2 separate regions of the Mus musculus genome follow, and region 1 is linked to region 2. The links are chromatin contacts, called in public Hi-C maps. All regions are on one chromosome and are shown on one strand. The core of a region is the stretch at or near the end of the contact, and the rest is flanking DNA. Distances in the headings are between cores, read along the strand shown.

Region 1 (7,079 bases), core at 1,214-3,713, 270 kb after region 2:
TCCCAAAGATGGCATCATCTAGTTAAGATGAGTCTTTGGAAACATAACTCTGACAAGTGCTGGTGGAAGCCCTGGCCTGTGTGACCCTTCCAGGCAGGGTACACTTGTAGGACGCACTGTTTTCTCCTCACACAGAGCTCCTTCAGAGGCAATCAGACTTGAGAGATCATCCTACGCATGACCACCAACATGGAAGAAAACTGAACCACTCGACTGAGGCACAAATAAAAGCTTACTGGCATTGGGCCCCATTCTGGCCCTCCCTTGGGCCTTGAGGACAAACCTGAGCCTGGCTGGAGTTTCTTCAGCCTTATGGGAGAGCCTAATCCTGAAGTGACCTGTCTCAGTCACTTCCATATGGTATTGGGATGACTCAGCAAGACCTGCTTGGCTCTGCCTCTGCCCCTCCATTGCTGATGTAGAGCTTTGCCATTGGCCCTGTCAGTCACTCCATACCCTCCGTCACCCTTCTCCACCTCCTATGTCATTTTACCCCACCCAAAAGCCCCCTCCCTATGTTCTGAATTTGTATAAGTGAGAGGTTGATGCCATAGAGTTGAATTCCTGCTTCGACAAGACTCCTGGCTCGGTGTGTTTCTTTTGGGCTGTAGACACTCACCATCCCGCTCAGCCCCGGAGAGACCCTGGCAGGTCCGGGATCTCTCTCCTCTCGCCTGAATCTGCCAGCAAGAAGCCAGCATACTGGATTTTCAAGAAGGCAGAGGTTATACTTAGCATATAGAAAGTCTGAGCTTTTTCTAGGCATCACTGCTAGAGCAAGGGGGGCATCTGGGTGTTGGGGACAGCAGCTGAGGGGATCAGTCAGAGGTCATCATGAGAAGACTGGGGACTCTCCCCAGGCCAGAGGTCTTAGTAATGATTCATTTTTACTTTTTTTCCCACTTAAGCTTTCATATTTTAAGTTTTTTACAGATTCTGTAAAAATGAAGGAAATAAAATAAACTACATTTAAGATATGTATTGTCTGAAAGGACCCTTGTGGGAGACACTTACTGCTATTGGGGTTGTCTCCGATGATGTGGTGACGCCCACTCCAGTACCAGAGAAGCAAGGTGGCGTCCCGAGATCCAGACACTATGTAGCAGTCTCCACCAATGTAGGACTCCGACCTGGCCAGGCATGTGACAACATCCCAGTGGCCAAATACAATCTGTGTCAGTTTCCCTGCAGCACGGATGACAATCATATCACTTAGACTCATTATCTTTACAGAAATAGAATTAATTTTATTTTATTAATTTGTGAAAAGAATTCACACACCCTTACGGTTTTGGAGATAATTCAAATCCACTCAGGTGATTTTTTAGGTCATCTTACGAGATGGCCATGATTTTTCTCTTCAGAATTTGGGCCTGACAGTGGAGAGTTTTACTTTTTATTCTGGAAATGAATGTGAATGTGAATGTGGAAATAAAGGCTGACAGATTCACTGAGGTATAAACTCAGATCAGTACTAAGTGAAAGCAGTAGTTCATTTCTGCAGCAGAACTAGCTGGTTATCTTACAATGTGGTCACCAAGTCTTGACCACGTGGAGCTGGCACACCATGGAATCTCTATACTATCATGGCTTCACATCGGAGAGGATGCACTCTCTGTGAGTGCTTGTGTGGTACATATATGTGTTTGTGTGGACATGTGTGTGCACATATGAGGGGAGGCCAGAGGCTGGTATCAGCTGTTTCCTTAGATATTATCCATCTTGTTTTTGAGAAAGGCCTTTCGCAGAATCTAGAGCTTGCCACTTCAACTAGACTAGATGGTTAGGGAGCCTCAGGGATCTTCCTGCGTCTGACCCATCAGTGGTAGGATCATAGGTGTGTATAGGCTTTTACGTGGTTGCTGGGTTGCAGTTCGGGTTCTCTTGAACACTGAAAATAAACCCTCGTTGTGAAGATTACCTGTTTCTGTCGAGTAAACTCTGAAACTTTTATCCCAAAACCCACAGATGAGGATGTAGCGATTATCAGCTGTGACCACGAAGCAGTGGGCATTGATCTGGATGCTCTGGTCTACAAGGTCTGTGATCTGCCGCTTGTTCACACCAGAGTTATTTGCTAAAAACAAACAGAAGAGTTTCGTTATGCCCTAGTGGAAGGAAAATAGACTGTATTTCACTGATGTAGCAATGGGCTTCTGCTGATGCACAAAAGTTAAGATTTAGACATCTTTTCCCCTCAAGGATTACACACATTTCCTTAGTAGCGATGATTATTCACAGGCTATATCATATACTTAAAAACTATGCCAGAAACTTCAGTTCTTCCATCCTCAATAGGAACAGATAGGGAATCCAAGATAATGAATTTAAAGCATCAAAAGTCTTTGGTTCTATTCATGTGTGTATGGTGCAGTTCATTAGTGTCCACGAAGAACCAGGCGGAGGTGAGCCTTACACACAATGCAACACTGTCTCAGCGCCTGCTCCATCTGTCACTTCCCGCACACATTTCAATCCATGTGGAACGGTGGCAGAGAGCTGCTGCGTGACGTGGGAAGCCCACAGGGAGCTTCAGGTCAGTAGCTTTAAAGACCTGGGTTGTCAACAAACACAAGGCCTTTGCAGCACGGCTGGCAGGGGAGGAGACCAATAAAAGAGATGGGAAAGCGATTGGGGGAGAGAGACAGGCAAAGGATCAGTGTGCAGCCCTGGGAGCACATCTGAATATAGCCAAGAACTCAGAGACATCGATGATTTCCCCAGTGCCTGTCTGGATGCCAGCCTGTCCCTTACTCTGCACCATCCTTTCAGGCAAAATCCCTTCCTGAATTCTTAAACAGGAAGTGCAGATGTGGAAGGTCGCTGCCACCAGGCCCTGAAGCTAACTAAATCACAGCAGTGCTATGTGTAGGTATCTACTGAAGCTAGGAAATAATTACCTAGTTAAGGTAAGCAGTAAGAGGGAACTGATATTTAGAAACATTGTTAAGGGGAGAGCAAACCAAAGGTGCTGGACTGCTGGAAAGCTGTTGAAAACCCGCCGACCTGTGCCTGGTCACAGAGAACACAGCCGACCTGTGCCTGGTCACTCAGAACACAGCCAGCCTGGTGTCTGGACACCAAGAGCAGAGCCGACTGTCCCCCAGTCACACACTAGCTACTATTTCATTGTCAGAGTCTGGTGGACAGAGGAACAACAAGCATAGGCTCAGAAATAGTCTTAATCCCAAACCTTGTATCCTTGCAAGGTACGTAAATGCTATCTTGTTGGGGGTGAGAAAAAGTCAATACCAGTCCGTTAGATCAAAATAAAACCTGGATCAAGTGAAGAACAGAATTATCACCGCTTACCCATAACTGAACCACTTTTTATAGAGTTTCAAAGTTTCTTTTAGTTTAATTTTCTAAGTGATTCCACAAGCTAGGAGAATAAGCATCATCAAAGACCACCTCACAAATACTAAAACAAGGGGCAAAGAATGCCATGGACCACATGAACCTAAGTGGTTGTAGCTTAGAAGTTAGCAATTCAGGTGTCTTTACTTAAAAAAAAAAAAAAAAACAAGCTCAGCCCATTTTATAGAAGGTGCTTTTCAGTATTAATTTCCATCAACGGTTTCTATGAATCTCTTTTACCTTAAATAATATGAAATTGTTAAGAATATTTTAGGCCCAAAGGACACTGTAGATATTTGTTTAATTTTCAACTTACAGGACCCCCTTAAAACATCCAGAAAATGCCGTTTGATAGCAAAGCATTCCTGGATGCATGTGGAAGTTGGCAAAGCCCTTTGTGGCAATTTGATGTCATTTTTATGTTGCTGTTGTAATGTATCACTCCACTGTACTCTGAGACAAATGACGAGGTGAGAACTCAGAGACAGCTGAGGTTTTAAAATGCATCTTTGTTAACTGCGATGGTTTCGATGAGCAATGACTGCCATAGGCTCAGGCATTTGAATACCTGGTCCCCAATTGGTGGCACTGTTTGTGAAGGTTAGGGGACCTCTAGGAACCTTGGTGGAGGAAGCACATTAGTGGACACTGGCTTGGAAGATGAATAGCCTTTCTTCATTTCCTGTCTGCCCTGTCTGCTTTGCGTCTGACTGAAGGCGCGACTGCTCGGCTTGTCTGGCTGCTGCTATGCTTCCGAGTCATGAGGGGCTCTCCCTCTAGAAGCAGAGGCCAAAACAAGCTCTTTCTTCCCTTGTTCTTGGTGTTTTATCATAGAAAAGAGTGGATATATTCACATACCGATTAATGGGTCCATCTCAATGGGAAGATGGTGTGCTTGATCCAAGGAGTATCCGGGGGCTCCTCTGAGGCCTGAAGAAGTAAGCATAGAATACTGCTATGAGATTCCCTGAGAAGCATTTCCTAACAAGGGGTGTTTTATGATGCTTACAAATAATGTGCATTTGTTTAAAATCCAGGCTGCCGTAATTCCATCATGTGACTTGGAATGAAGTTTTAATAGAGTCCTAAAGAGTCACAATAGCGGGGACTTGAGGCTTTTCCTTGAGTCGTAACAAGCCAAGCAGAGTGCTGAGAGCTGAATGAGCAGAGCCTCACAGCGTTTCTTACAAAGCAACCAGTGGGCCTGCAGTGCAGGACAGGGCTGGCCTTCTATGGCAGGGGCCAGGCAAGAGCTGGACTCGCCTACATGAGGCCTTTCCCAATGGCTAGTCAACTCAAGATATAAGTTGAAGCATACCTAAAACTTTCACCCACTAAAGCTGCTTCCAGGACTGACATCTGGGGTCCGACTGAGCTCATCTGTCATATTTTCACATGTGGTTATAACATAAGTGTACATAATATTTTTTAACAATTTAATAATTGAGCCCTTTATAGTTCTTTTTCTTAATGAAAAACATTCCTAGAGGCCAAGGCCCCATGAACAATGAAGTCTTATTTTCCCATAAGATGTCTGCTGTACACTCCTGGCCAGCAGAAGCTGCGCCACCCCCTGTTGATAATATCACCAATAACCATAAACTAGGGCCAGCCGCATAAAACTCATGGAGGGAAAGTGGGTATAAATCACTGCCCCTTTCAGGGTGAGGTAGGTATTAGTGGAATACAAGATCCAGGTTAAATCAGCAGGGCTCATCTTTTCAGTCCTGGAGACAGTGCAAGTCCTGGGGCTTTGCAGGAAGCCTGAAGTGGTGAACCAGGCCAACTAAATCATTTGGGCACATGCACGTCTGTCCTGGTTAAATACGGATCAGTATGTCTAAATGTTTGTGATGACATTATATCACTTCAAGATGTTCGGGCTGGAGTTCTCAGGGATGAGTGTGGAATAAACACATGTGAAATCACTGGACAATTTAGTGTTTGCCTTTTCTCACAGACCAGGCCCCACAAAGCTAGGGATGCTATTTGTCTGTATCCTGCTGAGTTCCAAAAACCAAGGATGACTTGACACATAATGGGCATTCAAATATTTGCTAAACAAACTAATGGTGGCAAAGGGGGATGGCTTGAAGTTCTTGTTTACAAAATCCAGACAAACTTGCTCTGTTTGGAAACCTGCTGAGGTGCAGTGGAAGGCCAGTGCTGGTCCACGGCACTGCCTGGACTGTAGAAGTGGGCAGGCTGCGCCGACACAAGAGCTGCCCAACACTGTCTTTGCCTTAGCTCTGTAGCTAGTGCTGAGACCCACGTACCGACTGTGTTGTGCCATCTGTTCACTGCAAACAGTCGGCTGCAGGTCACTGTCACCACTGCAGGGATGGTCAGGTGGGGCAGGGTGTTGGCAGCCACATGAGTCACAGGAGAATTGGATGGAAACTTCAGCACCATGATCACATCCTGCTGCATCTGATCTTTGAACATGAGTGGGCTCTGTGGAAGGAAACACTGTTGAGTAGAAAGGGAAGAGACAGAAGGAAACAGAAAGGACAACTTGGTTAGTGGAAGGTCTGGGGCTAGGAGGTGCAGACAGACAAGGCTAGTGTGATAACAGGCAGAGGCTCCAGGCCATTGGAACTGTCTCGCTGGCCAGCGCACCCAGAGAGCGCAGCTTCACCTGAAGAAGGCATAGAGAAAAGAGAACAGAGCCTCTGACGTCACTGAGGCAGCATGCTCTGTTGCTAAGAGTCAGTCTCAGTTTGTATATATGGTCAGACTGCCACATGTACAGTTAGCTCACAGAAATAGCCACAAGATGCATCATAATTGTTATGGGAAGTTTAAAAAAATCAGTTTGAGGGAAAATTAGTTAATCCGTGGCTGATGTTGTTAGCATGAAATATAAAGTGATTTGGCTGGAATTGTCATCTTTATTGGGCTAACCTAGGGCCACAGTATAAATAATTGAAGCATAACCTCCGCAGAGTAGCCTGGAACTCTGGCCAGTGTCTGGGCTCCGGAGCTGACTTACTATTTAGGGCTTGTGCCTTCTCTCTCTTACAGGTTCAGTTTACTGAGGGCCAGCGCTTTTTTGGGCTTTTCTTCGTAAACATCTAGCAGATGAGGTGATAGCAGATACTACAAGCAGTACAGAGCACTATAAACTCAATTATACAAAACATAAAATAAGGACGCTGGAAATAATTACCACTTCCCTTCCCTACACATCTGAGCATTTTTCCTATGGATCATTTTCTTTTTGCCAGCTCCATGCCAATTTGGTGTCTGATAATTCCTTGTAGGAAGACAATGAGTTCTAACTGGGCATTCCCCCAAGACAGTCGTCATCATCATCATCATCAAAAGCAGAGAAAAGTAAGTAAAGCGGATTAAGCCTCCCCCACTAAGCCATTTCATACAAGAACGGGTAAGAACCTGGCCCTCTAAGACCATATGTCTGTTTGCACCATGGCTGGGAGCCATCTGGGGACTTTTTTCTACTTTGCTACACAGAATGACCAAGTGCAATCAAAGACAGACACTGTGCCTACAGGGATGAAACTATGTGGTTGGTTGCTGCAGAAGGGTTTAAAGCAAGTGTGTAGTTTCCCCGGGTGTGGGCTGCCTGCTTCTTAGTAGTATGGAGAACACACCTGACACTGTGCCTCATGCCTTAGTCATCTGACACATGGAGGGATCAGAAATATGTTAAGTAAATGAAAAGCATAAACATTCTTTCTGTCAAAGAAATGTACGCTTAC
Region 2 (7,611 bases), core at 4,308-6,807:
AACTAATTTGAATCGCATAAAAATACCTCTTTTAGTGTCAAGCTATATACGCAGACAAGAAAGTTGGAAATACATATAGACATATTTAAAGCAGCCAGTTCCATGCTTTAATGTCAAGCAGCATTTATAAATATCCCTGGCAGGAACACAGATCTGTGGCTTGGAGGATGTTATTGTTTGAGACCTCAGACAATAAATCAGTGCACAAACACATACAAGAAAAAGTTATTATGTTTTTATCCTTCACACATATATCAATATTTTAGATCATGATTTTCCTGTGAAGCTTTCTAAGAACCTGATTTTTACCTAAGGACATTTTCTGTTGGGCTTGGTGGCCTAACTAGCCTATATTATCAACTCTACAGGAGGCTACACTCAGGAGACTCACGAGTTCAAGGCCTGCCTTGGCTACAGAGTGAGGCAATCATTGCCAACCATGACTACTTAGTGAAAGGGTGTCTCAAGATAAAACAAAAAGTACTAAAAGAGGTCTTGGAAGGTATCCCCATGGAAGAACACTGCCCAAGGCCACAGAGGGAAGGGAACAAAGGGTTAAAATGGAGGCAGTGGGAAGGAGAAAATGACCAGCACAGGGCGACGTGCTCACTGCAGACCTGGCACTTGAAGCTGAGGTGAACAAAGTAGGATCATAAATTTCAGGTCAGCCTGGGCAACATCATGTGTCAGCAGTTAAAGCAGAGAGACAGGACACACACACACACACACACACACACACAGACACACACACACACAGACACACAGACACACACACACACAGACACACACACACATACACACACACAGAGACACACACACACACTATATATATGTATGTATGTATGTATGTATGTATGTATGTATGTATGTATATGATAACGCTACCTGAGGATATTGCCACACACAGATTCTGTGGTTAGGTTTTGTTCTCTGGGTCTGACACCCAACCCTTGTGTCCTTACTGGCATGACAAGATCACCAATGAGCAGGTTATAATAGCTAACTGGTGACTCCTTTTCTGGGCCGCCCGTCCACTTGGCTCTGAGCCCGTGTGAGTAATGGAACCTTCTAGCTCCTTACAAACTTGTTCGGGTTATTTCAGAACATCAGTTCTTTGTCCTCGACTTGCCTTTTTACAGGTGACAGCCTCACACCCACAGGATCATAAAACAAGCATTTATAAAAGAATAAACGTTTGAAACTCTCTTCTAAGGTGGTGCTATTTTTGAACTACAGATCAAACACTGCTTGGATGGAATCCAGGCCAGAAAAACCTTTGCATATGGGTTTGCATGACCCTAAAGAAATAGCTGCCTCATTTGAAGTCAGACCACTGTCTCAGCTACTTGTGCTCATGAATCATTTTCAAATTGTTCAAATATCTGATTGAACAATTCCTGGGTGTGGCTACCATTTTTGAACACCAGCCCTACACAACTGATAAGAGTTTGTTTTTGAGTTCAGATCAAAGATTGATTATAACTTCCCCCAAAAGATTACTGTAAAATTGTTTCTATCTTCCTGGTTGTCTTTGTTAGGGTTACAGTTTCAGAGATTCAGTCCATTATCATCATGGTAGAAAACATGGCACCATGCAGGCAGACTTGATGCTGCAGGAGCTGAGAGTTCTGCATCTTGATCCAAAGGCAGCCAGGAAGAGACTACTTATTCACACTGGGCAGAGCTTGAACACTAGGAGTCCTCAAAGATAGCCTACACAGTGGCACACTTCCTCCAACAAGGCCATGCCTATGCCAACAAGGCCGTCACTTCCCATGGGCCAAGTACATTCAAACCACCACCCTGGTCTATGAGTTATATACTATAATGAGTGTATGAGTCTATACTATGATGGTATAGTATAACCAACTCTAACAATGTGGCAGACAGCACTAAAGGAGTAGGAGAAACCAAACATGGGAACAATCTTTGACAAAAGTCAGACTGGAATGTTTTGAAGAGAACCCTAGTTCCTATTGCTTTCATTCCTAGCTATTCAAGGGCAGATGGTACTGTTCTTTTCTTAAACAATAGATCCTAGAATGATGCCCAAAAGAGATACCTATCCATTGCTCTCTACTGATGCCAGTACCATGAACAGTAAATATGGTCATACTTTGGGTTCATCTGAAACCATTCAATGAGATAAAACCATTCATTGTCTCATCACATCCCCCAAGAATATGATGGGTAGTTCCATTTAAAATGCAAGAAAACAGGGCAGGCAAGATGTCTCAGCTGGTAAAAGCTCCTGCCATTCAAGCATTGTACTGTGAGTTCTATCCCTGGATCTCACAGTGAAACCAGTTCCTAAAAGTTGTCCTGTGAAACCTGTGGATGCACACAAAGACACATACACAATAACAACATTTAAAATGTGAATTTAACACATGAAGAAAGTAGGGTCTGAAGGGATTAACTAGCCTCCCAGGGTCAAGCCTACAGTAGCATCAGAGTCCAATACTTGTTGCTGGAGGTCACTTTGCACAGTGCTTTAGCTTAGGGAACTCAGGCACTGGAATCCTGACCTTCTCCAACTGAGGCAATGGTTGCGGAATGAAAGACCTGTGAGGGTGCTTATGATTGAGTTAGCATCTTTATGCAGGGTCCTAGAGGAGGTGCTAATACCGTCCATCAGGTGAGGCTAATGTGAGGAGAAGATACAGTCTGTAAGGAAATGGGGCTCATCAGACCCTGGGTCAGCTTGTACCTTGGTCTTAGGCTTCAGACGCCAGAACTGTATGAAATAAATTTCTGTTATTTCTAAGGTACCTTGTCAATGCCACTTTGTTACACTAACCTACATGGACCAAGAAAGACACAAGAAAAGGAGAAAGCCAGTGTGGGTTTCCATTGAATCATGATGGGACTACAGCCTGATAATCACATGAAAACTTAAAAGTATGTTAACCCCCTAATACTGCATATGTAGTATACTAACACACTCCACCCCACAGCTTAGCCTGGCACATCTTGTGTGCTCAGGACACTAGCCTACCTTTGAGAAAAGCCATTTAACTATCACAAAACCTATGCTATCATAAAGTGTTCAGCACCCCATGTAACTTAATGAATACCTTATTTATTAAAAATTAAAATCATCAGTCCAACAGGTCTCTGCCATTATCTTGCATGCAGTCGGTGTATGCTAAGGTCATTTCTCCCTGGCTTTACACTACTGTAAAGTCAGAAAATTAAAATAATAAGTCAAATAATAGTAACTGGCACCATAAGTTATTTTTTTTAAACCAGAATTAAATAATAAAGGACCCGTCATTTGGTCGAAGTGTATAAAAGAGTGACTTTTGCATTAAGGCTGTGCAGCTTGGAAGACTGGATGTGACCAGCTCTACCTGATGCCTGCAGCAAGGGCAGCCTCTGAGGACACACTCGGTGAATGAGTGAAGACACTTTCAATTCTACAATCCTTTTTTCTCTCTTGAAATTGCTGCCCTGTTGAAACAGGGATGGCAAGGGGACGTGGTCAGGCAGATAAGAACAATTGCTTTACAAGGACGAGGACTTGGGGTAGGAACCTCAGCAGTCATGCAGAAGGCAAGGCAGGGCCCCGCGCATGCCTGGAACCCTCCTGCTACGGCAGGCAGAGACAAGGGGCTGCTCTGGGTTGCTGGCTGCCACCTAGGGTCAGTGAGAGACCGGATCAGGTGAGCAAGGCTAGAAGGGCTAGAGCAAGCCATCCCTTCTTTGACCTCTGCCCTTACACACATAAGCACATACACAGTCACATGTAACACATACACACCACGTAACACACCACACAGCACACACACACACCACATCACATACCACATACAATACAAATACATACACACACAAACACACCACACAGCACACACACTAACACACTAACACACATCACACGCACACACACACAAACACACACCACACACCACACCACACACACACCATATACACACACCATACACCACACACAAAAACACACACCACATACCACGCACACTACATACACACTCACACACATCACATACCACACACACTACAAATACATACACACTCACACACATCACACAGCACACACACAAACACACACATACCACACACCACACCACACCACACACGCATCATACACACATACACACCATAGACACACACACACACCACACCACATACACATATATACACCACACACACACACACACAAACACACCATACCACATACCATGCACATCACATACATAAACAAACACCACACACCACATACCATGCATACTACATACACACTCACGCACACCACACCACACACACATCACATACATACAGACCATAGACACACACACACCACACCACACCACACCACACCACATACACATATACATAACACACACACAGAACCACTCTCCACCTTATTTTACAAGCTCACTGAGTCAACTGGACAGACTGACAAAGCTTCAGTCTGTCTCCCCAGCTCTGAGATCCCAGGAGCACAAGAGGCTATGCTGATCTTACTATACACCAGTCCTAAGTTAGATTCCTTCAGGACCTCCTGTTTATACAGCAAGCATTCTACCAACTGTGCCACCCCCCAGCCCAGGAATGAAAATGTTTAATTTTTTTTAAGTTGAAAGTTTTGTTAGGAAGAATTATTATAAAATTGTTGCCATTTGCACAAGGTTATCATCAAAGTAATGAGAAAATAAAAATGCAACGATGATTTATTTTATGAAAATAACCTTATAAAGTTTTTGTGTGAGTTCATAATGAATTGTAGACACATTTCATAACTGATTATAAAGAGGAAAGCTCATAATAGCTGGTTTACAACACCATATTTTATAAGAACACTGAGTGTGAACACAGAATAGAGGCCAAGCGTGGGATGAAATGGAGAGAGACACCCTGGCTCTGTTTTGTTTTGGGTCCTGGGGAGCCTGTATATACCACGTTTTAATTGACAGCTGTTTGCAATGGTGAATTATGAATCCCTTTTGATGCAGCCTCTTAAGTCACAAGGAAAGAACATTTTTTAACTTCACAAAAAGTGTTTCTCTTCCTTCGGTAGAAGTTCATGTGAGCAGCAGCAGGGAACAGTGTCTGCAGAGGACTAAAGTTCAATTCCCAGCACCTCTGTCAGGCAACTCAGAACCACCTCAAGCTCCAGCTCCACACACACTCATACACATCAATAAAATGAAAACAGATCTTTAAAACATGAGCAACAGAACTTTTATGTCTACTCTATCAGGAAAAGTGGAAAGAAAGTTAAAGGATTGTACCGTACGTAATCAGTGCGTTCAGTAAATGGACTGAATGTCTTGGCTTTCATCTTTATACTGGCTTATTTTATTTTATCTTTATGTATTTTATTTTATTTTATTTTATTATTTTATTTTATTTTATTTGCAATGATCTCTTACCATTTGAAGGGTCCTCTCAGCATCCAGAAATGTCTGAGGTCTATCCTCCATTTGGTGTGTAGAGGGCGCTCTTGTAAAGAAAATCTCCTCTCCAAGGCTCCCTGATAAGAATATAGGCCAGCTTCCTGCTATCTTTGTTGCCATGGAGACCACACTCCAGTGAGGGGCAATGGATTCCGTGGTCCCGATTTAGAAATGTGTAACCAGCAGATGCCTTTACTGCCTTTGTTTCAATCTTTGCCCTTGCGGAGCGACTCAGGCCGGAAGCAGAGCCGAGGAAGTCCGTGTTTGCCTGCATGGTTTTGTTTCTTCTGTACAACATCTGTCTCCTGAGACGGATGCACTGGCATGATGAGCCAATGGAGAAGACAAGACGCGAATTCATAGCTAGAAAAAGAAATGCACTCTCCTCCAGCCAAAGAAGCAATTCAAATTAGTTTAAAGGAAAAAAAATGTTCTTATTAGACACTTGCTTATACTGTTAATATACCATATATGTGATAACTACTTACATAACTGTTAAATCAACTGAAATGTCTGAGACATACATGCCAGGGTACAGGTTTCTGTAGATTTGAAAGGACTTATTTTGCTGTAGATTGGCAGTTAAGAGCCCGCATTTGAATTCTAACTGGATTCAAATTCCTTCTTGTCTTCTACTCCATCCTAGGCTGTCCGCTTCATTTACAAATTGGGGTTCATACCACCATAGTGTAATTTAGTGCTCTCATCACTGTGACTAACAAATAATCAACCTCTATAGAGGAAAACGTTGATTTGGGTTCACACTTTGGGAGGATTCAGTACATAGGTGATCGCTTTGGGATCTTTGACAAAGCTGGGTGTCAGTCACAGTGGGACCGAGGGAAAGCACAACTGTGACTAGGGACCCAAAGAAGATGGGAGGAGCTGAGGGTGCACTGTGCCCTGAGTAACCTAAGGACCTGCCACCAGGAAGCACCTGTACTAACTCCTAATAGCACCATGCTGGGAGAAGAGGGAACCTCAAATAAGTAAGGCTTCCACAAGAGCTACAGGCAAACCTGGAGGGCATTTTCTTATTTGGTGATTGATGGGGAAGGCACAGTCCATTGTAAATGGTTCTACCCCTGGGTTGGTGGTCCTGGGAAGGCACAGTCCACTGTAATGGTTCTACCCCTGGGTTGGTGGTCCTGGGAAGGCACAGTCCACTGTAATGGTTCTACCCCTGGGTTGGTGGTCCTGGGTTTTATACGAAAGCAGGCTAAGAAAACCATGGGGAGGAAGCCAGTTAGCAACTCCCCTCCATGGCCTCTGCATCAGCTCCTGCCCTGCTCAAGTTCCTGCCTTTAGTACTTTTGATGATGAACTGTCATATGGAACTGTGAGTGAAGTACCCCACACGCCCAAGTTGCTTTTGGTCATGGTATTTCATCACAGCATTAGGAACCATAACTAGGACAGAGGCAATTTCGGGTCAAGCAGCTATTCAGCACTTGTCAGTCTGTCTCCTTCACTGTGGGGAAGATCAAATGTGGAGCTGGGTGGGCACTTGCCTAACATGCAGGAGTTAGTGGGCCAGCCCACAGCACTGTCCCAAACAGAAGCAAGGGCAATGACTCTTGATGCTTCAGCACACACACACACACACACACACACACAATTATCAGGTACAACATGTTAAAAGCAATGCAGAAACTGATAAGACCATTTAATTAACACCTCCAAGTTTCTTATAGCAAGTGAGCTTAGAACATTGATTTGCTTTCTGTTGCTATGGTGAAACACTGGCCAAAGCCAATTTGGAGAGGAAAGGGCTTATTTAATCTTATAAATCCTAGATCATAGTCTATCACTGAGGGAAGCAGAAGGTAGCACTGAAGCAAAGACTATGGAGGAATGCCGCTCACTGGCTTGGCCTCATGGCTTGCTCAGCCAGCTCTCTTATACACCCTAGGGTCACCTGGGGGCAATAACTACTGGATGCTGAACCCTCCCAACTGATCAATTATCAATCAAGAAAGTGTAGCCCAGACTTACCTACCATCAGACGAGCTAATCGAATGAAGATGTCTCCTTAATTGAGATTCATCTTCCTAGATAACGGTAGCTGTGCCAAGTAACAAAAAAAAACCAGGAAATTGGATATTGTGATCCCTGGTCACTAGCTCTCATCAGCACACTCAATAGCTTTTTTCTTTTAGCACATTTGACAATCAAGCACCAGTGCATTTGA

Evidence for each region. A called contact is a pair of places that touch in the nucleus more often than the background predicts.
Region 1: a Hi-C map of cerebellum shows a contact between it and region 2, with 3 times the contacts expected there. The contact joins two enhancer-like sites. A contact is called at or near these places in 1 of 15 datasets of contacts at CTCF or cohesin (the NIH/3T3 cell line), 8 of 484 Hi-C or Micro-C datasets (cerebellum, embryonic limb bud, embryonic stem cells and 2 more) and 2 of 115 datasets of contacts at active chromatin or transcription factors (embryonic forebrain and embryonic hindbrain).

Annotation. Positions count from the first base shown.
Region 1 is chr3:55,641,723-55,648,801 of GRCm38.p6, forward strand. Nbea (neurobeachin) reads right to left here. Exons shown (of 58, transcript NM_030595.1): 51 at 5,634-5,826; 52 at 4,216-4,287; 53 at 1,922-2,077; 54 at 1,015-1,185. Among named protein-coding and RNA genes, the nearest start is that of Gm46804, 62 kb to the right of the region's middle. Within about 2 kb of position 2,464, at least 13 of the 459 cell types and tissues checked have an H3K27ac peak or open chromatin away from gene starts, as enhancers often do. A contact at or near this core is called in cerebellum, where this site is marked.
Region 2 is chr3:55,368,309-55,375,919 of GRCm38.p6, forward strand. All of the region lies in intron 3 of Dclk1 (doublecortin-like kinase 1), which reads left to right. Among named protein-coding and RNA genes, the nearest start is that of Gm9831, 31 kb to the right of the region's middle. Within about 2 kb of position 5,558, at least 59 of the 459 cell types and tissues checked have an H3K27ac peak or open chromatin away from gene starts, as enhancers often do. A contact at or near this core is called in cerebellum, where this site is marked.